Linked DNA regions of Mus musculus: region 2 is linked to region 1. The links are chromatin contacts, called in public promoter capture Hi-C maps. All regions are on one chromosome and are shown on one strand. Each heading gives the region's core, a stretch centred on a gene start, on an enhancer-like site or on the middle of the called end of the contact. The rest is flanking DNA. Distances are from core to core; before and after follow the strand shown.

Evidence for each region. Promoter capture Hi-C pulls out the DNA fragments that hold promoters and counts their contacts.
Region 2: a promoter capture Hi-C map of trophoblast stem cells shows a contact between it and region 1, with 4 times the contacts expected there. The contact joins the promoter of D1Pas1 here to the enhancer-like site in region 1. A contact is called at or near these places in 14 of 39 promoter capture datasets (the HPC-7 cell line, cranial neural crest, embryonic stem cells and 4 more), 4 of 15 datasets of contacts at CTCF or cohesin (embryonic stem cells, liver and stem cell-derived epiblast-like cells), 89 of 484 Hi-C or Micro-C datasets (the AML12 cell line, the C2C12 cell line, the CH12 cell line and 26 more), 17 of 115 datasets of contacts at active chromatin or transcription factors (a beta-TC-6 cell line, embryonic stem cells, epiblast stem cells and 2 more) and 2 of 9 other capture datasets (embryonic stem cells and pancreatic islet).

The regions. Positions count from the first base shown.
Region 1 is chr1:186,832,364-186,837,402 of GRCm38.p6, reverse strand. No RefSeq gene overlaps it. Among named protein-coding and RNA genes, the nearest start is that of Rrp15, 86 kb to the right of the region's middle. Within about 2 kb of position 2,867, at least 48 of the 459 cell types and tissues checked have an H3K27ac peak or open chromatin away from gene starts, as enhancers often do. A contact at or near this core is called in the AML12 cell line, differentiating embryonic stem cells, epiblasts and 2 more, where this site is marked.
Region 2 is chr1:186,965,158-186,970,196 of GRCm38.p6, reverse strand. It overlaps D1Pas1 (DNA segment, Chr 1, Pasteur Institute 1), which reads right to left and starts at 2,781. Exons shown (of 1, transcript NM_033077.3): 1 at 1-2,781. The coding sequence starts at 2,321. The coding sequence ends at 339.

The DNA.
Region 1 (5,039 bases), core at 1,618-4,117:
AACTTCCTAAACATTGATGGCTGACTGAGAAACATCTATATTGTTCTATCCTTTCTCATTTTAATCTTGCTTTAAAAAGGAAAAAAAATTTCTATATAATTACCATTAGTATATATTTAGTGCATCTTTATACATGTTTCTTATAAAAAAAAAAAAAAAAACTTTAACCTAAATGGTTGATTTGAGCCATCAGATATTTTTTAAATGTTGAGCTTGCCAGATTGTCTCAATCACAGGGAAAATTTGTAAAAGAAAAAAAAATCTTTCTAAATGTGGTCCCTTTTCTAGCAAGAGATTTATGAGCTGCAGTGCTTGCTCCTGCTTTTATTTGGATATAATTTGTCAGCTTTTTAAAAATGAACATTTTGGGATCATAATTTGTTAGCAGAAATTTTCAGCAAAACACATGTTGTTCACTGCAGTTATAAAATGAGACGTATTGATATAGAAGAACGTTCTGCCGTCAAAAATGGAACATTTAAAAAGTCATTTAATTCCCCAGTTCTATCATTTTAAACAATCGATTAGACTGTGTATATTAAAAAAAAAACCCACAAGAACAATATTAAAGCATTGCAGTGGTGCCTGAACATCTGGGGGCATCGTTGAAAGCCACTTAATAATCCCATTGCAAGAAGTTTTACATTTTAAAATCTGAGATCTCCTTATGCAAATCAGTTTGCCTTTAGCCATTTCAAAACGAAGTGAAGGACCTGGAGGATTGTACAGTTTTGCATAACAGGAGTGTGATGGTTGTCAGCCTTGATCTTACATTAATTAAGTTAAGATGTTGGCTGATCACAGCAAAAGAAAACACAGAAAAACCCTCACCCCAGCTGACGGGAGGGATAGCCACACGTAGGATGATAAAGACTCCGCTTTTTGTCTTGCGTTTTTATGCAAACACCTGAACCTGGATGTTAGTCAAGGATTCTGTTTATTACTGAATGGAATATAATATCATAATTCATCTTCTAGTGAATTAACTCATAACAACATCAACTCCTCTGTTTAATCTTCTGATACAGCCATCAAGTTCAAGTGACCATCTGGGAGTATAAGGCATTTATTATTTTTCTGTTAATACACTAGGATTTAAAAAATAGTAATTACTAACACAGTAATAAGACACATGGCTGTAGGTGTGTTCTGTAGCACACTTACAGGCTACATGGAACAAGGTCTATTGTGTTATGATTACCCTTCTTGATTTCCCTAGCATGACGTCTGTTCTAAGATCAACCTTAAAGCTATACTTCGCTTTTAGGGAATATGACCTTTCTATTATATAGGAGGAAGTAAAACTTAAAACTCACTAAACAGCCAATCCCCACAAAGAATTTGCTTTTCCCTACAGGTAGCATGAAATGGAGCCCAAATGACAGGACCCCGTCTGAGCCTCCTCGGCTCCCCCAGTCTGCAGAAACCCACTCTATCAATCATGGCGGGATAACGCATAGTGGCTGCACCTGTGACAGGAAATGATTGAGTGCTGAACACGGGGCCTGCTTCGCCTGTCGCTTTGTGCATTTGTATTTCTCAGGACTGGTTTGAGAATTTTCAGAACTTGGACACGGGAGGGGGCAAAGAGGGATTTTAAAGAGAAATAATAATGTATTTTCATTACCAAGACATAATACAAAAGAGAAATTAGGCAGTAAGATGCCCTGGCCACTCAGGTGTGCGAGAGCATCCACGCAGCAAGACTGGATATTATTAAGCTGTAATTTAGTTTAGATAAGTAGAAGATGCTGTCGTGGTCGTTCTTCGGGAAATGTCTCACTCACCCAGCCACAATACATTCTTTTTTTATGATCTCATGGAAGAAAAAAAGAACAAAAGGTCGAAGGCCAGCTTTTGTCCAAGAAGACTATGAATTCTAAATTTAAGAAAGAAAAAAAAATCCATATACACACATCCCTGTTGTTCTTTTCCAAACCTTTGATTTAATTATGACAAATTGGATGATTAAATGGTTTAACTTATTGCCATGATCTGCTTTTGAAGAAGTTGCAATTGTAACATGGACAGTTTAAATAATTTTCTGCTAATTCAACCACTTACTGAAGATATTTATGGTGAAATACACTGTGACGTGTCTTTTAGATAGCAATCAATATTTTCTTTGATTTGGTCATTTGGCACAGAACCCTGCTTTCTACTGCAAAAGAGTAAAAAATTTCACAGCAGATTTTATTGGGTATGTGGTTTATATACTTTGAGCTTAGGTTTCAAAGATGACTAAATATTTTTTAAAAAATATTAGTATCAGCGGTTTGGACATTTCAGATCAAACCAAACTAAAACAGGACACACTCACAGAGGCTCATCACTGAGATGGGGTTCGGCGAGCACAATAACAAAATATCTAAATGTGTAATCTCACTTTCGTGGGTTAGAATTTGCTTTTTTTTTAAAAAAAATTATTATTATTATTATTATTATTATTTTATTATTATTATTTTGAACTGTCCGAGGGTTCACAGAGGACATTCAGACATGCTCAGAGAAAAAAAACGAGTGGAAGAGGTTGTGGTTGCCTTTTTATTTTTCCTGGGCAGTATTATTTCTTTCCACTGTCCTCCAATGTAAACAAATGAAAACAGGCAAGATAAGATGAGTCCTGCTGCATGCCGGTGGCTTCTTCCTTGGCAGTCGGGTTCAGGGTAATGCGTATGCAAACAGGCTTCTCGGTTTTTTCATTGTTTGCCTGCGGAAGACCCACGCTCCCCACGCTTTTGTTGACGGTCTCCAAGAAAGTTGGGTGGTTCTGCAGAGATCAAGGCAGCTGATGAAGAAGGGGGAGGGGGCGCGCTAGCTCTGGACGCTCACGGATCCATCATGACTAAGAGACTGGGGGCTTGGCAGTGAACAGCCAGCTGCCAGCAAGTCTGTTCTTAGGCAACAGTTCTTCCACCCAGAGCTGCGGTGCCTGCATGTGCGTGACTCTCCGCCACAAGCATTTTGGCTTATCAAGGGGCTACCCGCTGACCGCAAGGGGTCAGAAATAGGGGAGCCCAGTGGGGCCCGGTTGCTTCTGCTGGTCCTGGGAGCACTAGGTGGCTGCCTGCCCGCCTCTTTCTCTGGATGAGCCAGAGCGCGGATCACAGGACTGCCACTTCCACCCAAGGCGCGAAGTTCCCGCCTGCCCAAACTGGGGTCACCTAACAGTCGAGGAACACTTGCAGGCGGGGTCCGGAGGTGCCAGGACGCACCCCGGTGAGCGGGAGCAGTTATCCCCAAGACCCGGATCTGAGACTAGTTCCGTTTTTTCCTTTGGGGTGACTAGTCATCTGCACGAGTATACATCTTACCCACACTCGCGCACTCCTGCGGGGACAGAGGAGATGCCAAGGCCTGGGGACAACAGTTTGGGTGGCCAGGGCCCAAGTCACTCAGATGCGTCCTGTGCGGGCATAGCACCTCGTCTTTCCGCGTCCCTCCTCTGCACCCCACGTCCTGTTCACGAACAAGAGGTCCCTTTCTTGCAGAATTAAAACACCAATCACTCGGCTCAGGGAAATTTCTACTTTGTGGTGCTAATCAGCTAGGAAGGAAGGCCAGAAAAAACAAAAGACTTAACCAGAATGAAGCCACTTCTCCCCAGCGGTGAACTTGGCCATGGGGGCGTGAGGCTGCACCAGCAGCAGACAAGGGGGAGGTGGGCCTGGGAAGAAGAAAGGCAACATCTGGGGACTGGACCATATGCCCAAGCTTTGTCTCGTCCTTCTAAGTTCCAGTGCCCTTGAAGTGATTTTGTAGGCGGCCCACGGGTGACAGGGAGGGTTCTCAGCCGGGGAGGGGAGGTGCGGGCGGGGCGCGAGCAGTGGAGGAGGCCGGGAGCAAAGTGACCCTGCAGCCCCGGAAGACATCAGCATCCGAGGAGGTGCTCTGCCAGAGATGGGGAAGCCAGACCGGCTTTGAGGGAGAGCACGGGAAGCGGCTGCAGCAGGGACCACAGAAAGGAAGGCCTTGGTGAAAAACAGAACGGAGAATGGAAGGCAGGAAACACGGGGAGAGGCAGGCGTGGAGGACAGCAGTCCAAGTGTAAGGAAGGGTACGGCTGCCTCCTTTTAGAAAAAGAGACTCCCCCATCCCCGTTTCTTTCTTTTTTTGCCCGCCAACCGCTGAACTGATTAGACTATAATTAAGGCCATAAAGCCCTCAGATTATACACCTGTTTATTCACTAAAGTCGGGGTCTCATCAAGCAAATTAGCTGTTTCCAGGCTACACAGTGGGCCTGAGCTTGCCTGATTAATGAAGTTTATTGGGAGCTGTTAAAGGCATTAACTGAAGAAAATCTCAGCAATTCGTCATATTTAAGGGTTGGAAATTAAATCTTGCTATGCAAATGAGAAAAAATTTAAACCATCTTTAGGGGTGACTATCCACATATTTTTCTTTAGAATTCTGTTCAAGAGATGGGCATTTAAAATGAAGCTTATTCGACTTGAAAGTTATAAAAATGTGATGGAAGTGAGGAAGAAAATACACAGGTCCCAAAACATGCTTAGAGTTTTTTTGAAACAATTTTTGTTTGTTGACAGAGTGTAAAGAAACCATTTTTAACACACAGTGTATTCACCAGAAAGCACCCGGTTTTAAAGATTAAAGTGAATGTTTGCAGGTACAGAAGGTGATTTTGAAGTTGTCCTTCAAAGTGTTCAGTGTCTGATGCTCTCTCTCTCTCTCTCTCTCTGTGTGTGTGTGTGTGTGTGTGTGTGTGGAGAGAGAGAGAGACAGAGAGAGGCAGGGACAGACAGAGAGACAGAGAGAGAGATGGTAGATGTCTTAAATAAGCAATTAAAATAACAATGTCAGAGTGGACTGTCATAGTTAACACCCCTAAATAAATTAACATTCTTGGAAACCGATCATAAAAATGTTTCTGGGCCAGGATTGGTAATTTAACCATGTTGATTCTTTGGTCAGGTAAGGAGGGGAGGTGGAGAAAATAAAAGAGAATGGGACACTTCAGCTACAGAAGGGGACTGGAGGGCAGGGAGAAGCCAACCCAGAACTAGGAGAGTGTGTATT
Region 2 (5,039 bases), core at 1,532-4,031, 130 kb before region 1:
CCAACGGGACATCAGAATAAAAGTTGTCTAAAGTAAAGGTACAGCACATTAACAAACAAATGATCCTTAGTCATGAAGTTATAAATGCAGAGTAGGATGGGGGTAAGAGGAGAGTTAATCCAAACTACAACAATCAAGTCTTTAAACCACCTTCTGAATGGGTCTTCTGGATTGTTCCTTTCTTCTTGTCACTTTAAGCTCCCTTAAAAAGTATTCAATGGGGAATCACAGGAGGCACTGTTCTGTGGTTTCTTGAAGCTATATCAGGTATAGTCTGGCTACATTACATGTAGTGTTTTCTGTATTTGTTTGGTAGAGTGGCCTATGGCAAAGCAGGCTCAGTTACCCCACCAGTCAACCCCCTGGGAGCTATAATTTCCTCCATATCCATCACTGTTGTAAAAGCCTCCATAGCTACCTCCACCAAACCCTCTGCTGCTGCCATGGCTGCCTCCACCGCTGCGACTGTTGCTAGCACGGCCACTGCTGAAGCTGGAACTGCTGGCACCGCTACTTTGTCGATAGTCTCTAGCACCAAATCCTCCACTAAATCTGCTCTTGGACCGTCCACGACTGCCACCCTTGTAATGGTGTTCAAAAGCCATGTTTTCTAGCCAAGATGGCACTTCTTGTTTTGCTTCAACAAGAAGATCCAATAAATCTTTGGTAATATTTATGTTCCTCTCGTTGAAGAATGAGGTGGCAAGGCCAAGGTTTCCAACACGACCTGTACGGCCAATGCGATGCACATATTCTTCGATGTCACTAGGCAAGTCGAAATTGATGACATGTTTCACATTGGAAATATCCAGTCCTCTTGCAGCTACTGCTGTAGCCACGAGAATTGGGCTTTTTCCTGATCGGAATTGGTGAAGGGCCTCTTCCCTATCTCGCTGAGATCGGTCTCCATGGATACTGGTACAAGCATATCCTTCGTGGTATAAGAAGTCCTCCAGAGAATCTGCACCCTTTTTGGTTTCCACAAACACCAATATCAGGGAATCCTTGCCCGTTGCATTCAGGAGGTCAAGCAGAAATGACCGCTTGTCTGCTTCTTCCACCCACACGACTTTCTGTGTGATGTTCTCAGAAGTAGACCCAACTCTTCCTACGGCCAGAAAGATATATTCATCCAAGAAATCCCGAGCCAGCATCTGTATTTCCTTAGGAAAGGTAGCACTAAACATCATAGTGTGGCGGACACCTTTTGGAGGCATGGTGTCTTGCTCAACTATTCTTCGTATCTGAGGCTCAAAGCCCATGTCCAACATTCGATCTGCTTCATCTAACACCAAGTATTTGCAGAAGTCCAGTCCAATCTTTCCTCTCTCCATCATATCTACTAGCCGTCCTGGAGTAGCTACTAACAAGTGACAGCCACGTTCCAAGTCTCGAATCTGCTGCCCAATATCAGCTCCACCATAAACCACACAAGGACGAACTCGAGAGCGGTATGAGAATTTCCTGGCCTCCTCATAGATCTGCACGGCCAATTCTCTGGTCGGAGCCAAGACCAAGGAGATTGGATACTGTTTGCGACGCCCATACTTTCCATTCTCCTTCATGGCCCTCAAAGCCTCACCTGGACCATCCGTATAGATCTGACTCAAGATAGGTAGAAGAAAAGCTGCTGTTTTTCCAGACCCCGTTTGGGCACAAGCCATCAAGTCTCTTTTCTCCTTGATAATAGGAATAGCATGCTTTTGCACAGGAGTTGGGCGTGTGTAACGAGTGAGCTCGATGTTTCCCATAATAATCTCTCCCATCTCGACATCGCTGAAACTTTCAATATGTGGAGGGCAGTTATTCCCTGTCGCCTCAACCGGGATGTCATCATATTTCTCAAAGTTAATCCCAGTGTTGCCTCCGGAAAAGAGTTCCTGTTCCAAGCGTTCGCTTGGTGGGAGCGGTTTCGACCAGTCATCCTCGTCTGCTTTGTCACACCAGCGACTGTTCCCGCCCCGCTCAAATTTGCCAAAGCCACTTCTACCTCCCCGGCTGCCAACACTCTCGTAGTCACTCCGCCCGCGCTCGTCAAACCTTCCCCTGGAGCCGCTTCCGCCGCGGTCACTGAAGAAACTGGACTTGGCTCTCGTGTCGCTGCGGGACCCGAAGCTGCTGTAGGCATCCTTGTCTTTACTCCACCGTGAGCCGTCTTTGTCGTAGAACGCCTTCGCGGCCTCCCGGTTCCGCAGGTGAGGGGGGATGTAGCGCCCTTTGCTGGCTGTGCTGCCCCCGCTCTGGCTGTCCCGAGACGTCAGGTCTAGGCCAGCCAACTGCTGGTCCAGCCCGAGCTCATCTTCCTCTGCCACATGACTCATCCCTGAAGAGTACGGAGAACTCTGGGGCTTGCCTCTGCTGAGCTATGGTTTCACCTCAGAGGTCCTCTGTGGGGTGAACGGCGCGTCCGTCCGTCCGTCTGTCCGTCCAGTGGCCGACCTGATTCCCCCAAAGCCCGCTCTGCCAGCGCCGCGGGCCTCCCGTCCCTCTCACGGCCTCTCTCCAAGCTAACGCTATGGCTTCTGCCCGCCGCAGCTCCTGCGCGCCGATTTCTAATCTCGCGAGACTTCCTGGTCAGGCCTAGCGCGCCATCGCCCGCGATGCGGTCACAGGGCCCGCCGCCCTGTCAGACTTACAGCGGCGGAACAGCACTCGGTTGAGTTCATAATGGAGTTAGATGTACACGGCAGCCCGGAGCCCCCGGAACGTCGATCAACCCGACCGCTGTCCTGTTTGGCTTGAACTTCACCTTCCCTCTAATCCGCGATTTCCTCCGTGCGTGCCTTGGAAGTCCTCAAGATCTCGCGAGAACTCTGCCCTCTAGCAGTGAGGCCTTGAAAGTTCCTGCAGGCCTCTTGGCTCTCCGCTGCTCACTATGGCGTTTGTTTTTTGTTGTGTTTTGGGGTTTGTCCTTCTGTCCTCTCCCGCGCTCCACCTTTTCCTGTCGTTTCCAAGCTGTGGGGGTTCTCCGGTTTAATTAGCTCTTGCTTTCTCCGAGGGCAGCCTTTCTGGAACCGGAGTTAGGCGGAAAGAGGCCCAAAACCAAGAGGGCAGCGGGTCACGTGGCCACAGGTGTCCCGTGGAGTGGCCATTTTGTGCAGTAGGAAACGGTTGCTTGAATACAGTGTTCGGAATGGGGGGCGGGGTAGGGGGAAGGGGCGGTTGGTGGCCAGGGTGGGGTCGGGGAGGTAAAGGGGAGTGGAGAATGTGTTTCCCTTAAGACCAAGTAAGGACAGAAAGCTCGAACCTGTTGACCAGGTGGAGGGGGCCACCCCACAATTGCCCAGACCCCGCTTGGAGGCCATGGAAAGGGCACTGATGACTGGTGGTAGCACTGGTTTCACAGAGTAAACGACACACGGAAACCAGCTGCCTTGCATCTCCTAGTGCCGGGTATTCAGAGCCCTTAACTCCACAGATCAAACCTGAGTGGAATTCACCCCAGATCCGCGACTTGACATGGACCCTGCTCCTGTAGCCAGCTCTTCTTCTCCCTGGTGTGCAGGTTGAGGGCTGCTGGAGGGGCTCCTGCTCTGCATAAACACCTTGGCCATCTTGCTTAGTATGGGCAAGGAGAGAGGGCTTGGGTGATTTGGGCCAAATAGTGTTTAAAGATGTGGCTTTGACCGTGGGTTCCCTTGGAAGTCTAAGGGATGGTGCGAAATGTGTGCTACTCGTTTTTGTGCAAGATATTTGTAATCTGGAAAGATGACTCGGCACTTAAGAGCACTGGCTGCTCTTGCAGAGGAGGGGACTTGGTTTCCCAGCACCCATATCTGGTGGCTCACAACTGCTGTTAACGTTAGTTCCAGGGGAATTTGATGCCCCCTTCTGGCACCCCAGCAGTCACATATAAAACCGCAAGCACATACATAGACACATAAAATTTTAAAGGGGTTTAATAACTGCAACAGAAAAGATCTTTACTGGTTTATTTCATAATAGATGTTGTACATCCTGCTTCTGCCATATATAAATGTTAATTGAAAATAGGGCTTGTCTCTCTCTCTCTCTCAGAAGCTTTAGAATCTAGGCAAAAATGACTGACCAATATGACACTATATATTGAATATGATGTATGGAGTACAGAAGAGAGTGGATGAAGGATGTTTGTTTTCATGGGTTCTTTTAGGATCTTTAACCCCACAATGGACAGCTGAAAAACGAAGTCAGTATACCCAGGAGAGCAGAGATCAGAAACTTAGACAAAAAGGTGATTCCTTGATCCCATTAAGTCTGAGGTCTGTCTAACCTTTGAAACTCTGAATTATATGAACTGTTAGGTCCTTTGTATCTTTATGCCATTTTAAAATGGATTTTTTTTTTTTCAAGACAGGGTTTCTCTGTGTCCTAGAACTCATTTTGTAGACCAGGCTGGCCTCTAACTCAGAAATCCAACTGCCTCTGCCTCCCGAGTGCTGGGATTAAAGGCGTGCACCACCACGCCCGGCTTTAAAATGCATTTTTAAAGTTACTGAGAACATAGAGTCCCCAACTGACACCAGTATAGGCTACTAAACCATAATTAGTCAAATTTTTTCACCATAAGAAGTATAGAATAAAGGACCAAAGGGAAAAACACCCTGACCCTGACTTAACCTCAAGCTGGAGACCAGGGCCAAGAAACAGAATCCCACCAATCCTTGAGCGCACGCACTCACAGTACACATACACACACACACACACACACACACACACACACACACACACACACACATCCCTGAATGGGAAAACCCACCAATCCCTGAGCTCTCTTAAAGTAAAGAATTGAAATCCTACCAATCCTCACCTTGGAACCATCCTTCTTGAAAGCTCCCCGCTTCCCCCAAGAGACGCCACTGCCCTGCTCAGGTCCCTGGTGCTGCTCTACCAAGCAGAGCTATCCACCCTCCTGAGATCTAGTTTTACTTCCAATAGATCTCTGAGGTTTGTTCTGTGGTGTGACTGTGGTCTTCCTTCCTTGATTTCTGATCGCCAGGATATCTCTGGCAGCAGAGATGTAACACTTCTGCCCCAGCCTAGTTTTGGTTGGGAAACCT